Regions from separate parts of the Zea mays genome. Here region 2 is linked to region 1. A link is a contact called in public Hi-C data. All regions are on one chromosome and are shown on one strand. Each heading gives the region's core, a stretch centred on a gene start, on an enhancer-like site or on the middle of the called end of the contact. The rest is flanking DNA. Distances are from core to core; before and after follow the strand shown. Region 1 holds the start of LOC100383111 (Trypsin family protein). Region 2 holds the start of met5 (DNA methyl transferase5).

Region 1 (7,233 bases), core at 4,184-6,683:
GATCACAGCTGCCTCATCCCCTTCCGTCGTCGCCGAAACGTCGTGCCGAGGCAGCTGCTCGATTTTGATCCCCAGAGGCTCGAAGATCTCCACCTTTTCTTCTGGGGCAGGAACAGCTGCTGTCGACGACTCCCCAACAGCAGAGTTAGCTGCAGCCACCAACGCGAGCCTTTGCTGCTGCACGGCATCTTTATCGAGGATAAATTCTGTCAGTTATCTGTCATGGAACAAAAAACAACAGAAGCATACAGACTCGATTTTGTAATCATAATAAGGGACTGTTTTGATCCCACGAGATAAAGCAAAAGTGACTAAAGTTTAGGAGCTAAAGATCCCAACAGGAAGAGCTAAAAGTGACTACAATAATCTTTTAGTCGCTTTTATCTCCTAAAGAGGAGCTAAAATTTAGTCAGTTTGCTTTAGCACTTGGGATCCAAACAGACCCTAATTCTGGACGCTAGTGGATTCTCCGATGTCTAAGTGATGCAAAAATTGTGTAAAACACATAACTGAAAACAAGGGAAATGCCGAACCTTTGAGTGATTCATTGGTTATGATAAGGTCAAGTTCAAGACGATCCAGAAGGCGGCCAAGATCAACTCCACTGGTCCAATTTTCAGGGCCATGGTCACACCTAAGCTTTAGCCTCCCACGGTTTGCTGTGCCACCCCATATTATCCCAATGGGACACGGCTTCTCATTATCCTGGCCAGTCAGGATAATAAGGCTTCCACTATCACCTTCTAGATCAAAAGTTTGGCGGTTTTCGCCGACAACAAGGAGGTCAGTGAAGAAGCTTATTCCTTTCTCGTCATTGTACTCAAGGGCATAAGCCACCACAGTTCCAGTTGTGTGACCAGAACTTCTGCCGATTTTGCATACTTGCCTCCCTATGAGGCTATTAAGTGGACTCTGCAGATCTATAACCTTAACATCCCCAATGTCACCAACACCCCTAACTGTAGTTGTGACTGTGGAGATGTCGAAGTCGTGAGCAAATGGGATGAATGCCCCGTCGGCGCGTACAAATGTCTCTGCAGGCTCATTACAACATAGCAAGTATGTTTGGGAATCAGACCATGGCATGCATGTATGTTTGGGAATTAGAACATTGTGTACATCATTTGGAATCATCAGCAGGAAAAAAGAAGAAAAAGTAAATGTACTGCATGATTAGAGTGATAAAAAGCAAGGAATTCTCCCTCCCGTGAAAAATAGTTGTCACATTTGTCTTTGCACGGTTTTGATATTTTCTTTCACCACCAATTTCTTCTAGAACATATTCTAAAAATTCTTGAAATCACGAGATTTTGCAAGTATTTTCAAACAAAAATCTAGACATATATTAACATGTTTCTAAACCAGATAAATTTGATATTGATGTTTGTAATTTTCAAGTTTTCACCAGATATTATCCTAAAACAACATGTATCTATGACCAGGAGTCTTTTATTTATTCAGAGATAGTCCTAACTTGTATTTTATTTTCTCATAAAAATAACAAAAATGGATGTTGCTTTATTTGCAAGTAGTAAACTGAAGAGCAAGTTTGAGTGTTAATTTGATTGAAAATATTAATATAAAATCACAAATGTCAAGCCTTGCTTGATATGAAAAGATCAAGCAATAACGCCATCTCATGAAAATTTAAATATATAGATAAATAACCAAGCAATTAAAGCTGCAAGTAATACTTAATCTCCTATATTAACCGCATAATTTATAACTGCTCTACCTGGGTTTGTTCCAGCATAGATTCCATACCAAACATCATCTGTGATGAAAGATGTTGCCCTTTCGACAGCTCCAAGATAAACACCAGGCCCAAGGTTGGGTGGCAATGGGTGATACATCTTCTGGTTTGGGTAGTCCAAGTCAACAGCAACATGTCGGTTGGTGAGGAAACCTATCTGCTTGTTGCCAGTTCGCCGTTTTACAATGGCGCCCAAAGTTCCAAAAGTGTCCTGACTTGCAACCTGAAAGAGTGAAACAAGAGTGTAAGGAGAAAGATTCCAAAAGCATGCTTGCTTGACATTGCACCATTTCCAAGAAGTCTTATCAGCTTTTTTAAGTAATTCATGTCTATTTTACCGAAACCTAATTTCAAACAGAAGCAATGACTAGGGTGACTTAGACAATGGAAGTGAAATCTACATCTTCAACGCTTAAAAAGCCCAACTGTTTGAAACAAATTTGTGTTTGGCTCCGGAGAACAACATTCAGGTGCATATATTGGTGGTTTCTTAGGACTGAAACTCCTATGGTCGTGAATGGGCTGGTGCTGTGTAATTTCTTCTTAATGAAATGACATGAGCTCTCCTGTGTGGCTTAAAAAAAAGTGCAGACTTGCAGTACTTCAAATGATTTGGTGTGTTAGCTGCTATACTATAGCAAAGATTTTATAGGGTAAACTAATTCTAATAGCTTATAAAAAGTTCAGAACATCCAGTTGGCTGAACTGAACATTGGCAGGATTTAAAAGAGCTCATTTAGCCACGCACCTGGCATGGTAGGAATAACTGAAAAAAGTAACTGTCCAGTCCCTAGCATAATCTTATCTTATGCATGTCGTGCAATTATTTATCCCTTTGTACTAGTACAAGTAAATCTTGAGGGGGGTCTTGACAAGATTGAACGGTACCCTTACAAACCAGCAGTACAATTCGGTAGTACATGGTTTGGTGCAATACAATCATTGTGCACAGCTGCACAAGTCCACATGGTAGCATGCTACCCTTAAGCCACATGATATATACTTTGAAATTCAATCAATGCAGAAAAGAACAAAAGTGTACCTGAGAGCCAGAGCCAATACATTCATCACTGCCACACAACTTATCAACAAGCTCAGTGAACATTTGCACTTTTGGATTTTGAGCTGGTGCACCGTAGTACGAGAACTCAACAACGTCAACATCACACCAAATACCTCCTGGACCCTGTCAATGATCCGACTAAGTGATAGCTATTCAGACCACGACGAAAAGATTTTCAAAGTACAAAACTTCACCAGCATTGTTGTTTGGGAGCATGGCTAACCCGATCATCCAAAATACATACTAATTACAGTTCCCCTACCTCAACAATGGCAGGAAGGCATTGGTCCGGATTAAGCCACTTCTTGTGAACTTTGCGAGCAACAAAGCAAAGAATCGCGGGGATATCTGTCAGAGCCCCTTTCCTGATGCGGAAGCCCACCGCCGTTCCAAGGCTAAAGCAACGCAACACCTTGCTATGGAAAGCTCTTATAGTCATCAAGTCAAGCAAGCTATTTGCTTGCTGGCCCTTGGGCAACCGGCCAGACTTGGGCAACAGTCCCTTTGAAAGGTTGGCGAAGTAGTTTGCGCGTCCCTCGGCTGCACAATGCTGCAGGTTTGATGTTGGCCATAAGAAGTACGCAGCGCTGTTCTCTGTGTGTGTGCAGCCAGAAGCAATCGGTTGCATCGATGGAGAGGAAGGGAATGACTGCTGGTGGTAGCAATGCCCCTCCACATCAAGTGTTGATTCATCTGATTGTGCAAAGCCTGAAAGCTGCGTCCTGCCATCTGAAGGCCTCATTTTGCCGAACAGGTCGCGGAGCTACGATGTGTAGGATAAGTTGTGACCCTAAAAATGAGAAGCAGCGAGTCAGCGAACATGAGCTTCAGGGCTGATAACCAAGCTGTAGGGCGTGAAATCTCAGGAAGACTCAGAAAGCATGCCATCCTGTGAGTGTGTTTCGAGAATCAAGATACAATGGATGGAGGCAACTTTGGTCAAAATAGCGAATATGTGAACAAACAGCAAGTCGTGGAGCAGCCTGTTATTCCTCAGGAATAGATTCTGCAAGATCGCAAAGGGAGCCACGCAAACAAAGCAGCCTGAATTTATAGTGTCTTGTGAATCGTGAAAGGTTGTAGAATAGGTATTCGCCGCCAATGAGCTATACGAAGAAAAAAAAAATACAGCCATTTGGATGAGGCGTGTGATACTCTGATATAGAAATAAAACGGATAAGAGGAATCTACAAAAGCCATGGCTCAGGTCTCCTCCCCTCTCTTGCTTGAGCTGCCCAAAGACAATGGTGACTTGACAATATGAAATCAGGGCTGCCATGAGGGTTAAGGGACGGCACAAATTCCCCACTTTCATCACAGGATTGGGCATAAATCCACATGACAACTACTCGCAATGATAGTAGTCTCGTCTCGGGGAATAAGGTAGGGTGGACCTACACAATTTTGGTAGCCGACAGTGAAAATGAAGTCGAGCAGGGGCATCACGTGCTTTCTTGAAAGAGAAAAGCAGAAACAAAAGGCGCAAAAAAAACGCCGCCAGGAATTGATATGGAGTAGCCAAAAAACCATCCACTTGTTCTAGCGAAGTCCGGACTCTGGAGTGCGGAGACGAAGACAAGAACTGCTGAAGGCAAGAACTGCCAAGCCGTCGACCGCGCCTCCGAGATTGTCTCCACAAGGAGGGGGGGACCTCGCTTTCCATCGCATTAGGCACCCAAAGCAGATTGCCAGCAGCACACACGCTTTTCTATCTATAGTAATAATAAAAAAAAACAATAAAGAGAGAAAACGAGCAAGCAGCCACTGCTGCTGCTACGATTGAACTCAAAAGGGGAAAGGGGTACACGAAAAGGCAAAAGAAGATAAACCCCGCCTGTCGGGAGATGTCGGTTGCTCTACTCTGCCATACTACGCACCGAGCCATATCAAGAACCCTACCCGCACTGTTTGGGTATGAAAAGTGGAAATACCAGAGGGGGCCTCTAACAGATGGACCAACCACCGGTAGAACGATGAACGAGGACGAAAGCTAAGCGGACTGATGAATCCAGCCATGGGTCAACCAAAAAGGAGGGGGGAAACGGCCTGGAAGGCAAGAGAAGGCGCCGGAGCCGCCAGGGTTGGCAAGATCCCGCCTTTGCTCCGTTCCCAGGTTCACGGCCGGCGGCCAAAAGGTCCGATCTCGGTAGGACTTCAGGCGGGAACGGACAGGAGGAATTCCAAGGGGAGCGGCGCGCTTACCTCGACGGGAGCAATGGCGTGCGGGCGGGCGAGCGGCCTCAGCAGTGCTCCCCCGGTCGCCGCTGGATATCCATAATTGGGAAAATGGGGGCGGGAATCTCCACTGTTTATGGCGACGCCCAGTGGCCAGAAGCCGCTAGCTGTGCGCCTTCGCTGTGCACGCACAGCCGCACAGGCACAGCGGGCAGGACCAGACTAGGGGCTAGAGCCTAGCTAGCGCCTAACGAGAGGGAAGAGAGCCGGAGATGGACTGCTGGTGCTGGAGGAGAGGGGCGGAGCCGGAGGCCGCGGCAATCTGGGGGCACAGGCCGCGGGAAGAAAGAGAGAGAGGCAGATGGAGGGACGGAGCTCGGCTAGGTGATCATGGTCACTGGGTCAGAGTCTCAGAGATGAGACGAGCAGCAGCTAAAATACTGTTGCGCCCGTGTGATGCGTCGACCGCCGAGCTGTGGCTGCATAGTCGTCCCTGTCCTGTCCCCACCGGAGAAACGGACGGCCTGGACCGGCCGGCGGGGGAGGCGCCGGCACGTGGCCCTCCGGCATCCTTTGATCGCGCGGCAGGTTAGGGTTTTGGGGGGAGGATACCCTTTTTGTGGCGTTGGCGATAAACCGAATTTTTTAGACCGGTGCTGTATCAAACAAAATCGGGAAAAAATCGACTAAGGGATGGCGGTGTCTTTATCATACTAAAAATTTTAATGTGGATAATGTGGCAGACCAATTTGAGCTCTGTTTCACTCACTCTACGGAGTAGCTCTACTCCAAAGTTTAATAATATTTTAATCTGTTTGATTATAATTTAGCTTCAACTCAAAGAAATTGAGATTTTATTGAAACAACAATGGATTTCATCATCGCGTTGTGGACTGCTCCCTGAAGCAAGTGGTGGTCGTGCACCGAAAACGGACGAGCTGCTCGCCCTACGTGACCCCGTCCGACGAGGTCTTCGAGGTGCTCCCGCTCGTGTTTCTCTACGTCCGTCGGCGGCGGCCCGGGCTGCTTTCCTGAGTGCTGGAAACACTCATGAAGTTTTTACTGAGTGTGTCTCGGTAAATAAATCTCGACGAACTATACATCGTCAATAGCTTCTTTGTTAAGTATATTTTGTCGAACAAGCGGTAAAAATTTTACCAAGTGCCACCTACTACTTAGCAAAGAAAAGTCGTCACGGCATCAAATAACGGTGACGGAGCTTTGCTGAGTGTAAGGGAGGTATCGAGTGTTTACTGGACTAGCGGTCGGCAAAGAAGGCTCTCGTGTGTCCCCATGCTAGTCCATTTGTCGAGTGCTCCAAGAGGCACTCGTTGAAGGCTCCCTCTTTGCCGAGTGTATGTTGGACTATCTCTTGGCAAAGGGAGCACCAATGGTCCCTTTGCCACCCTCTTTGCCGAGTCAAAGTCTATTTTGCCAAGTGTTAGTTTGTACCGAGTGTTTGGCTCTCAGCAAATGATGTCTGTATCGAGTGTCATTATTCGTCGAGTGTCCGATAAATTGCACTCGGCCACTCGGACAATCTCCTGGCACTCAACAAATAGCTTGTTTCTGGCGTGCAAGCTGCTGGGCACAGAGTGCAGGCTCGCTCGCAGGCTACTGGCGCACTCGGGGAACCCCGTCCGGCGGATCCTCAAGCCTCTCCCACTCGTGTTTGGTCGTTTCTCGATGTAGAATGGCAGCAGCGGGCCGAACATCTTCCCTCTACTCTGTTGCACGTAGACCTGTCCAAACAACGAGTCAGGTCCAGGTTGAGTCGGGTCATGGGCAATTTATTATGGCATGTACCCGACTCGTGCCTAGTGTCGGGTCAGGTTGGGATGGCCCGTGTCTCCCTGTTTGACGTGTTGGGCTAGGTTTTTTGGGTTGAGTCGGGCTTTTTGGCTTTGGGTCAGGTTTTGGAACAAAAATCACAGCACGTACCCACCTGTTGCATTGATCGGGTCGGGTCAAGTCAAGTTTTTTTCGGACGGGGTCGGGTTAGATGGCGCATGATCAGGTCTAGTTGCGGGTCTGGGATGAGGAGGGATGACGACAAGCAGCGGACGATATCTACAGTGGTGGAGGGCTAGACAACACGACAGAGCATAGAGGTGAGAATGCAGGACATGGCAATGTCGAGGGTCACGTGCGGCACAGCGTGGAGGAGCACGGCGGTGGCTGCATGGAGAAGCGTCGGGGACCAGGAAGAGCAACAGAGCGCAACCAGGAGAGCGTTGAGGGC
Region 2 (7,328 bases), core at 3,984-6,483, 240 kb after region 1:
ATGCACAAGATCAACCATCCTCCTCCACGCAAGCATCTCCACCAACTCAAAATGAGGATGAAGCTCAAGTTGATGAAGGACAAAATCAAGAAGATGAGCCACCTCAAGATGATGGCAATGATCAAGGGGGAGATGCAATTGATCAAGAAAAGGAGGATGAGGAAGAACCAAGACCGCCACACCCAAGAGTCCACCAAGCAATCCAACGAGATCACCCCATCGACACCATCCTCGGCGACATTCATAAGGGGGTAACTACTCGATCTCGGGTTGCTCATTTTTGTGAACATTACTCTTTTGTTTCCTCCATTGAGCCACACAGGGTAGAGGAAGCTCTCCAAGATTCGGATTGGGTGGTGGCGATGCAAGAGGAGCTCAACAATTTCACGAGGAACGAGGTATGGCATTTAGTTCCACGTTCTAACCAAAATGTTGTAGGAACCAAATGGGTCTTCCGCAACAAGCAAGATGAGCATGGTGTGGTGACAAGGAACAAAGCTCGACTCGTGGCCAAAGGGTATTCACAAGTCGAAGGTTTGGATTTTGGTGAAACCTATGCACCCGTAGCTAGGCTTGAGTCAATTCGCATATTATTGGCCTATGCTACTTACCATGGCTTCAAGCTCTATCAAATGGACGTGAAAAGTGCCTTCCTCAACGGACCGATCAAGGAAGAGGTCTATGTTGAGCAACCTCCCGGCTTTGAAGACAGTGAGTATCCTAACCATGTTTATAGGCTCTCTAAGGCGCTTTATGGGCTCAAGCAAGCCCCAAGAGCATGGTATGAATGCCTTAGAGATTTCCTTATTGCTAATGGCTTCAAAGTCGACAAGGCCGGTCCTACACTCTTTACTAAAACTCTTGAAAATGACTTGTTTGTATGTCAAATTTATGTTGATGATATTATATTTGGGTCTACTAACGAGTCTACATGTGAAGAGTTTAGTAGGATCATGACACAGAAATTCGAGATGTCGATGATGGGGGAGTTGAAGTATTTTCTAGGATTCCAAGTCAAGCAACTCCAAGAGGGCACCTTCATTAGCCAAACGAAGTACACTCAAGACATTCTAACCAAGTTTGGGATGAAGGATGCCAAACCCATCAAGACACCTATGGGAACTAATGGGCATCTCGACCTCGACACGGGAGGTAAGTCCGTGGATCAAAAGGTATACCGGTCAATGATTGGTTCATTGCTTTATTTATGTGCATCTCGACCGGACATTATGCTTTCCGTTTGCATGTGTGCAAGATTCCAATCCGACCCTAAGGAATCACACCTTACGGCCGTAAAACGAATCTTGAGATATTTGGCTTATACTCCTAAGTTTGGGCTTTGGTACCCTCGGGGATCCACATTTGACTTAATTGGTTATTCGGATGCCGATTGGGCGGGGTGCAAAATTAATAGGAAGAGCACATCAGGGACTTGCCAGTTCTTGGGAAGATCCTTGGTGTCTTGGGCTTCAAAGAAGCAAAATTCGGTCGCTCTTTCCACCGCCGAAGCCGAGTACATTGCCGCAGGACATTGTTGCGCGCAATTGCTTTGGATGAGGCAAACCCTGCGGGACTACGGTTACAAATTAACCAAAGTCCCTTTGCTGTGTGATAATGAGAGTGCAATCAAAATGGCCGACAATCCCGTCGAGCATAGCCGCACTAAGCACATAGCCATTCGGTATCATTTTCTTAGGGATCACCAACAAAAGGGGGATATCGAGATTTCTTACATTAATACTAAAGATCAATTAGCCGATATCTTTACCAAGCCACTTGATGAACAATCTTTTACCAGACTTAGGCATGAGCTCAATATTCTTGATTCTAGAAATTTCTTTTGTTAAGCTTGCACACATAGCTCTTTTGAATACCTTTGATCATATCTCTTTTATATGCTATGACTAATGTGTTTTCAAGTTTATTTCAAACCAAGTCATAGGTATATTGAAAGGGAATTGGAGTCTTCGGCGAAGACAAAGGCTTCCACTCCGTAACTCATACTTCGCCACCACTCCGAGCAACTCTCTCTTCTTCAGGGGAGAAATGAGCATCAAGGAAAAGGACTTCATCCTTGGGGGAGAGAGTAAAAGCTCAAACGCAAAAGGACTTCGTCTTTGGTATAATCTTAACTCACTTATTTATGACCAAAGGGGAAGATTGCACTTCAAGGGCTCTAATGATTCCGTTTTTGGCGATTCATGCCAAAAAGGGGGAGAAATGAGCCCAAAGCAAAAGGACCGCACCACCACCACCAAATTCAAAAACTTAGTGCTTTCCAAAAGTCTTTATCATTTGGTATCCTATTGTGTTCAAAAGGGGGAGAAAGTAGTATTTCAAAAATGGTATATCAAAACCCTCTTGAACACTAAGAGGTGGATCTCTTTTAGGGGGAGTTTTGTTTAGTCAAAGGAAAAGCATTTGAAACAGGGGGAGGAAATTTCAAATCTTGAAAATGCTTTTGCAAACTCTTATTTATTTACCTTTGACTATTTGCAAAAGATCTATGAAAAGGATTTACAAAAGGTTTTGCAAAAACAAAACAAGTGGTGCAAACGTGGTCCAAAATGTTATATAAGAAAGAAACATTCCTTGCATATCTTGTAAGTAGTTATATTGGCTCAATTCCAAGTAACCTTTTCACTTACATTATGCAAACTAGTTCAATTATGCACTTCTACATTTGCTTTGGTTTGTGTTGGCATCAATCACCAAAAAGGGGGAGATTGAAAGGGAATTAGGCTTACACCTAGTTCCTAAATAATTTTGGTGGTTGAATTGCCCAACACAAATATTGGACTGACTAGTTTGCTCTAGTGTATAAGATGTACAGGTGCAAAAGGTTCACATCTAGCCAATAAAAAGATCAAGTATTGGATTCAATAAAGGAGCAAAGGGGCAACCGAGGGCACCCCTGGTCTGGCGCACCGGACTGTCCGGTGTGCCACCGGACAGTGAACAGTACCTGTCCGGTGCACCAGGGAACTCAGACTCAAACTCTTCACCCTCGGGATTTCTCGGAAGGCGGCGCGCTATAATTCACCGGACTGTCCGGTGTGCACCGGACATGTCCGGTGCTCCAAGGAAGCTCGGCCTCCTGAACTCGCCAGCCTCGGGTTCGCGCGGCAGCCGCTCCGCTATAATTCACCGGACTGTCCGGTGTGCACCGGACTGTCCGGTGTGCCAGCGGAGCAACGACTCCCTGCGGCGCCAACGGCTGCCTGCGGTGCATTAAATGCGCGCGCAGCGCGCGCAGACGTCAGGGCTGCCCATACCGGTGCACCGGACATCAAACAGTGCATGTCCGGTGTGCACCGGACACCCAGGCGGGCCCACAAGTCAGAAGCTCCAACGGCTAGAATCCAACGGCAGTGATGACGTGGCAGGGGCACCGGACTGTCCGGTGTGCACCGGACTGTCCGGTGCGCCATCGAACAGAAGCCTCCAGCCAACGGTCAAGTTTGGTGGTTGGGGCTATAAATACCCCAACCACCCCACATTCATTGCCATCCAAGTTTTCCAACTTCTAACCACTTACAAGAGCTAGGCATTCAATTCTAGACACATACAAAGAGATCAAATCTTCTCCAATTCCACTCAAGCCTTTAGTGACTAGCGAGAGAGATTTGCCGTGTTCTTTTGAGCTCTTGCGCTTGGATCGCATTCTTTCTTTCTCTTTTGCTCTTGTGATCAACACTCAATTGTAACCGAGACAAGAGGCACCGATTGTGTGGTGGCCCTTGCAGGGAAGTTTTGTTCCCGGTTGATTGAGAAGAAGGAAAGCTCACTCGGTCCGAGGGACCGTTTGAGAGAGGGAAGGGTTGAAAGAGACCCGGCCTTTGTGGCCTCCTCAACGGGGAGTAGGTTTGCAAGAACCGAACCTCGGTAAAACAAATCCACGTGTCACTCTCCTTATTTGCTTGCGATTTGTTTTGCGCCCTCTCTTGCGGACTCATTTATTATTACTAACGCTAACCCCGGCTTGTAGTTGTGATTATTTTTGTAAATTTCAGTTTCGCCCTATTCACCCCCCCTCTAGGCGACTATCAGTTGGCCGTCACCAGGTCGCCGAGGTACACCACCAAGTCTGAGCGAAGATGCGTGGATCGAATTCCGCCGCCGCAGAGACCATGAGGCAGAGAGGGAGTTCCGTTTCAGTTCTTTGATTCTTTCGGAGGAAAAGGGAAAGGGTAAGGGGAGCAAAAGGAGAGCGTGCGCATGCACGCACCTGGGTTCTCGACGTCGAGGACGGCGGCCATGACGCGGTCGGACGCGGCGTCCTGCGCGGGGCCCCAGTCCGTCCACGCGTCCTCGCCATAATGCAGGTCCGCAAACAGGGCCACTTTGAACACTCCTCCTGGCCCGAACCACAGCGGCGGCAGCGAGCAGGGCGGGCGCGAGGCTGCGCCACCACTTGCACAATGCGGATTTGCTCGACGGCTTGGGCGGTGTGGTCCTGGGAGCATCGGGCTTGGCGCGTTCTTGTCTGGTGAAGCCCCGCGTTCGGAGTCGGAGGGAGGTGGGCGACATTCACGGCGGGACTCGCTTGGTTGACGGGATCTACGCGCTGGTGGTAGGAGATCCCTTGATGGCGGCACGGATGGCGTGGGGCGGAGGCGTTCGTCGCGGAGCCGGGATCTACGCGCTGGGGGAGGATCGCGGAGGAGAGGGGGGGCGCGGGCAGACAGCTGTAGACGCGCTGGGGGAGGATCGCGGAGGAGAGGGGGCGCGCGGGCAGACAGCTGTAGAGAGGCAGAACACGGCGGGTGTGCACGCCTACAATAAGAAAGTAAAGATTGGAGTTATTTTCACAAAGCTGATTCTCATAAAGACATAAACGGCTAAAGCTGTCTCATGGTCATAATCCGACTGAAAACGAAACAAACAGGCCCAACTACCCACACAGTTTGGGCCACCCTACAGCTGGTTCATGTGACAGACAGGGCTGGAGGTAGAGGGGCCAACATCCGAAAGCCTGCGGCGCTCGCGGGAGACGAACAAAAATTCGAATCCGGGCTCTCCCGCTGGCCGCTGCAGCCTGCAGAAGGCTCCGCGCCGTAAAAAATTGGACGTTCCCGCTCCCTCCATCTTTTTGGTTCGGGTTTCGTTTTCCCACTGCCGCTCCCGCCTCCTCTCTGCCCTGTTTCCACATTTGACCGATCCTCTTCGATTCGATTTCTACACCCCCAGAGCTTGCCAAACCCCTCGTCTCCCAACCCTAGAGAGCAGCAGCAGCAGCAGCAGCTACCGCATCCCTTGCCATGGCGCCAAGCTCCCCGTCATCCGCTAGGCCCACGCGCGCCTCCGGCCGGAAGCGCTCCGCCATGGCCGAGGAGATCCACCAGAACCAGGAGGAGGAGGAGGAGGTTGTGGCTGCGTCCACCGCCAAGCGCAGACGCAAGGCGGCGTCTTCCGGGAAGAAGCCCAAGCCGACGCCCAAGCAGGCCAAACCGGCCGTGGCGGGGATGAAGAAGAAGGGGGAGACCGAGAAGACGGAGCCCGTTGTGGACGACGTGTGCGCCGAGGAGCCCGACGAGGAGGAGTTGGCCATGGGCGAGGAGGAGGCGGAGGCCGAGGAGCAGGCCATGCAGGAGGTGGTGGCCGCGGTCGCGGCCGGGTCGCCCGGTAAGAAGAGGGTGGGGAGAAGGAGCGCCGCCGCCTCGGGCGACCACGTGCCCGAGTTCATCGGCAGCCCCGTTGCTGCGGCCGAGGCGCACAGCAACTGGCCCAAGCGCTACGAGCGCAGCACTGCCGCAAATAAGTATATTGTCCCTCCCTTCTTACCCTGGTTTAGTATGACTATGACTGGATTTTTGCTCCCTGTTCGTTGCTTGAGAGCTGAGCAATTTGCTATTTGTTAATCTATTGCGCATGCAGACCGGAGGAGGACGATGAGCTCAAGGCCAGGTGCCACTACCGGAGCGCTAAGGTGGACAACATTGTCTACTGCCTCGGGGATGACGTTTATGTCAAGGTTTTGCCCATCGTCTTCATTGCCTTTATTTGTCATGCTGCTGCTGCTGCTCTCATTTACGCACTGCTCATGTATTTGTTAAGGAAGCATCACTTAATTGTTTTTTGTTGTCCATTTGCAATCTGTTGTGCGTGTGGTCAGCGCCCAGCGTTACATGGTCAGCGGCGGGCCTAGGATTTGAAGTATGAGTATTCAAATTTTTGGTAGAACATATTTTTTGACAATTTAAAATTACACTATTGTACTGTATGATCGGTTGAACGGTACATAAATGAAGAGGGCTAGTGAAAACCAAAGTTTAGACAAAATAGCTGTAAAACAGTATGATTTTATGTTTTTTTATAATATTTTAGCTTATATACATAACATATACATGTATATATAATTGTTTTGCCAAAAATAATGAGTATTCAATTGAATACCCTTGCTTGCATGTAGGCCCACCACTATACATGGTGGTACTTTCGACGCACCGTTTTTTTGGTAATTTTTCCGAAAAAAGTTCGGTAAACGTGAATTTTGGTCCTTTTACAAATCTATGGCGCCGAGCAAAGAGTTCATAAATATCAAGCTTTGCCAAAAAGCTTTGCTAAATACAATTTGGGAACAAAAACAACTTTAGCCTCTAATAGTTTCCAATTCTTAGGTTGTTAAATATTTTTAAATTATGCTAACTTAATGGTAAGTTCAACATTTTCACCGTTTAAATCGCTTGTGTGCCATTGGAATACTCACATGTGTTAAGTATTTGTGACTAGAGGGAGTATAATATAAAGGGGTGCCAGCCATTGATCACATCCATTATGATCTCTGAGAGCATTTGAAAATTTTCTTGTCTTATTTGCCTGTTTATGAAGTTAAAGTGTTGTTTGTGTCTTAAATTTTAGTTTGATGAAAATTCTTAGTAATTCAGCTGAACACAAACATTGATGATGCAATGCAATGATTTCAAGTCGTCCGACTAATCGCGATTAATCGCGATTAGTCGGGCTGGTCGGTAATTAGTACACGATTTGCTGGACGACTCGACCAGATAACCTAGTCGTCCTGGTCGTCCGACTAATCGTCGACTAGGGTGACTAGTCGTCCGACTTATGTGTCCTGGTCGTCCCGGCTAGGGTTTAGTTATTAGGCCTTTTTTAGCCCATCTACAGTCACTGCACGTCTCCTCTCCTCTCCTATTATAACCTACCCGCCAACAGTCTCTGGCTCTCTACACGTCTCCTCTCCTCTCTTGCACCGCCCCTGCAGTCCTGGACTTTGATTGCTGACGGCTACAGCACCCTGCGTCCCTGCCCTTTCTCCTGGAGTCCTGCAGCCTGCTGCACTACTGCAGTCTCTAATTTATATAATG

What was found. Hi-C and Micro-C count contacts between places; a contact is called where the count stands out from the background.
Region 2: a Hi-C map of leaf shows a contact between it and region 1, with 7 times the contacts expected there. The contact joins the promoter of met5 here to the promoter of LOC100383111 in region 1. A contact is called at or near these places in 3 of 25 Hi-C or Micro-C datasets (ear, leaf and tassel).

What each region holds. Positions count from the first base shown.
Region 1 is chr2:10,487,564-10,494,796 of Zm-B73-REFERENCE-NAM-5.0, forward strand. It overlaps LOC100383111 (Trypsin family protein), which reads right to left and starts at 5,434. Exons shown (of 6, transcript NM_001175779.1): 1 at 5,019-5,434; 2 at 3,079-3,606; 3 at 2,796-2,939; 4 at 1,736-1,976; 5 at 534-1,034; 6 at 1-188. The coding sequence starts at 3,558.
Region 2 is chr2:10,731,434-10,738,761 of Zm-B73-REFERENCE-NAM-5.0, forward strand. It overlaps met5 (DNA methyl transferase5), which reads left to right and starts at 5,234. Exons shown (of 20, transcript NM_001111697.2): 1 at 5,234-5,761; 2 at 5,878-5,974. The coding sequence starts at 5,262.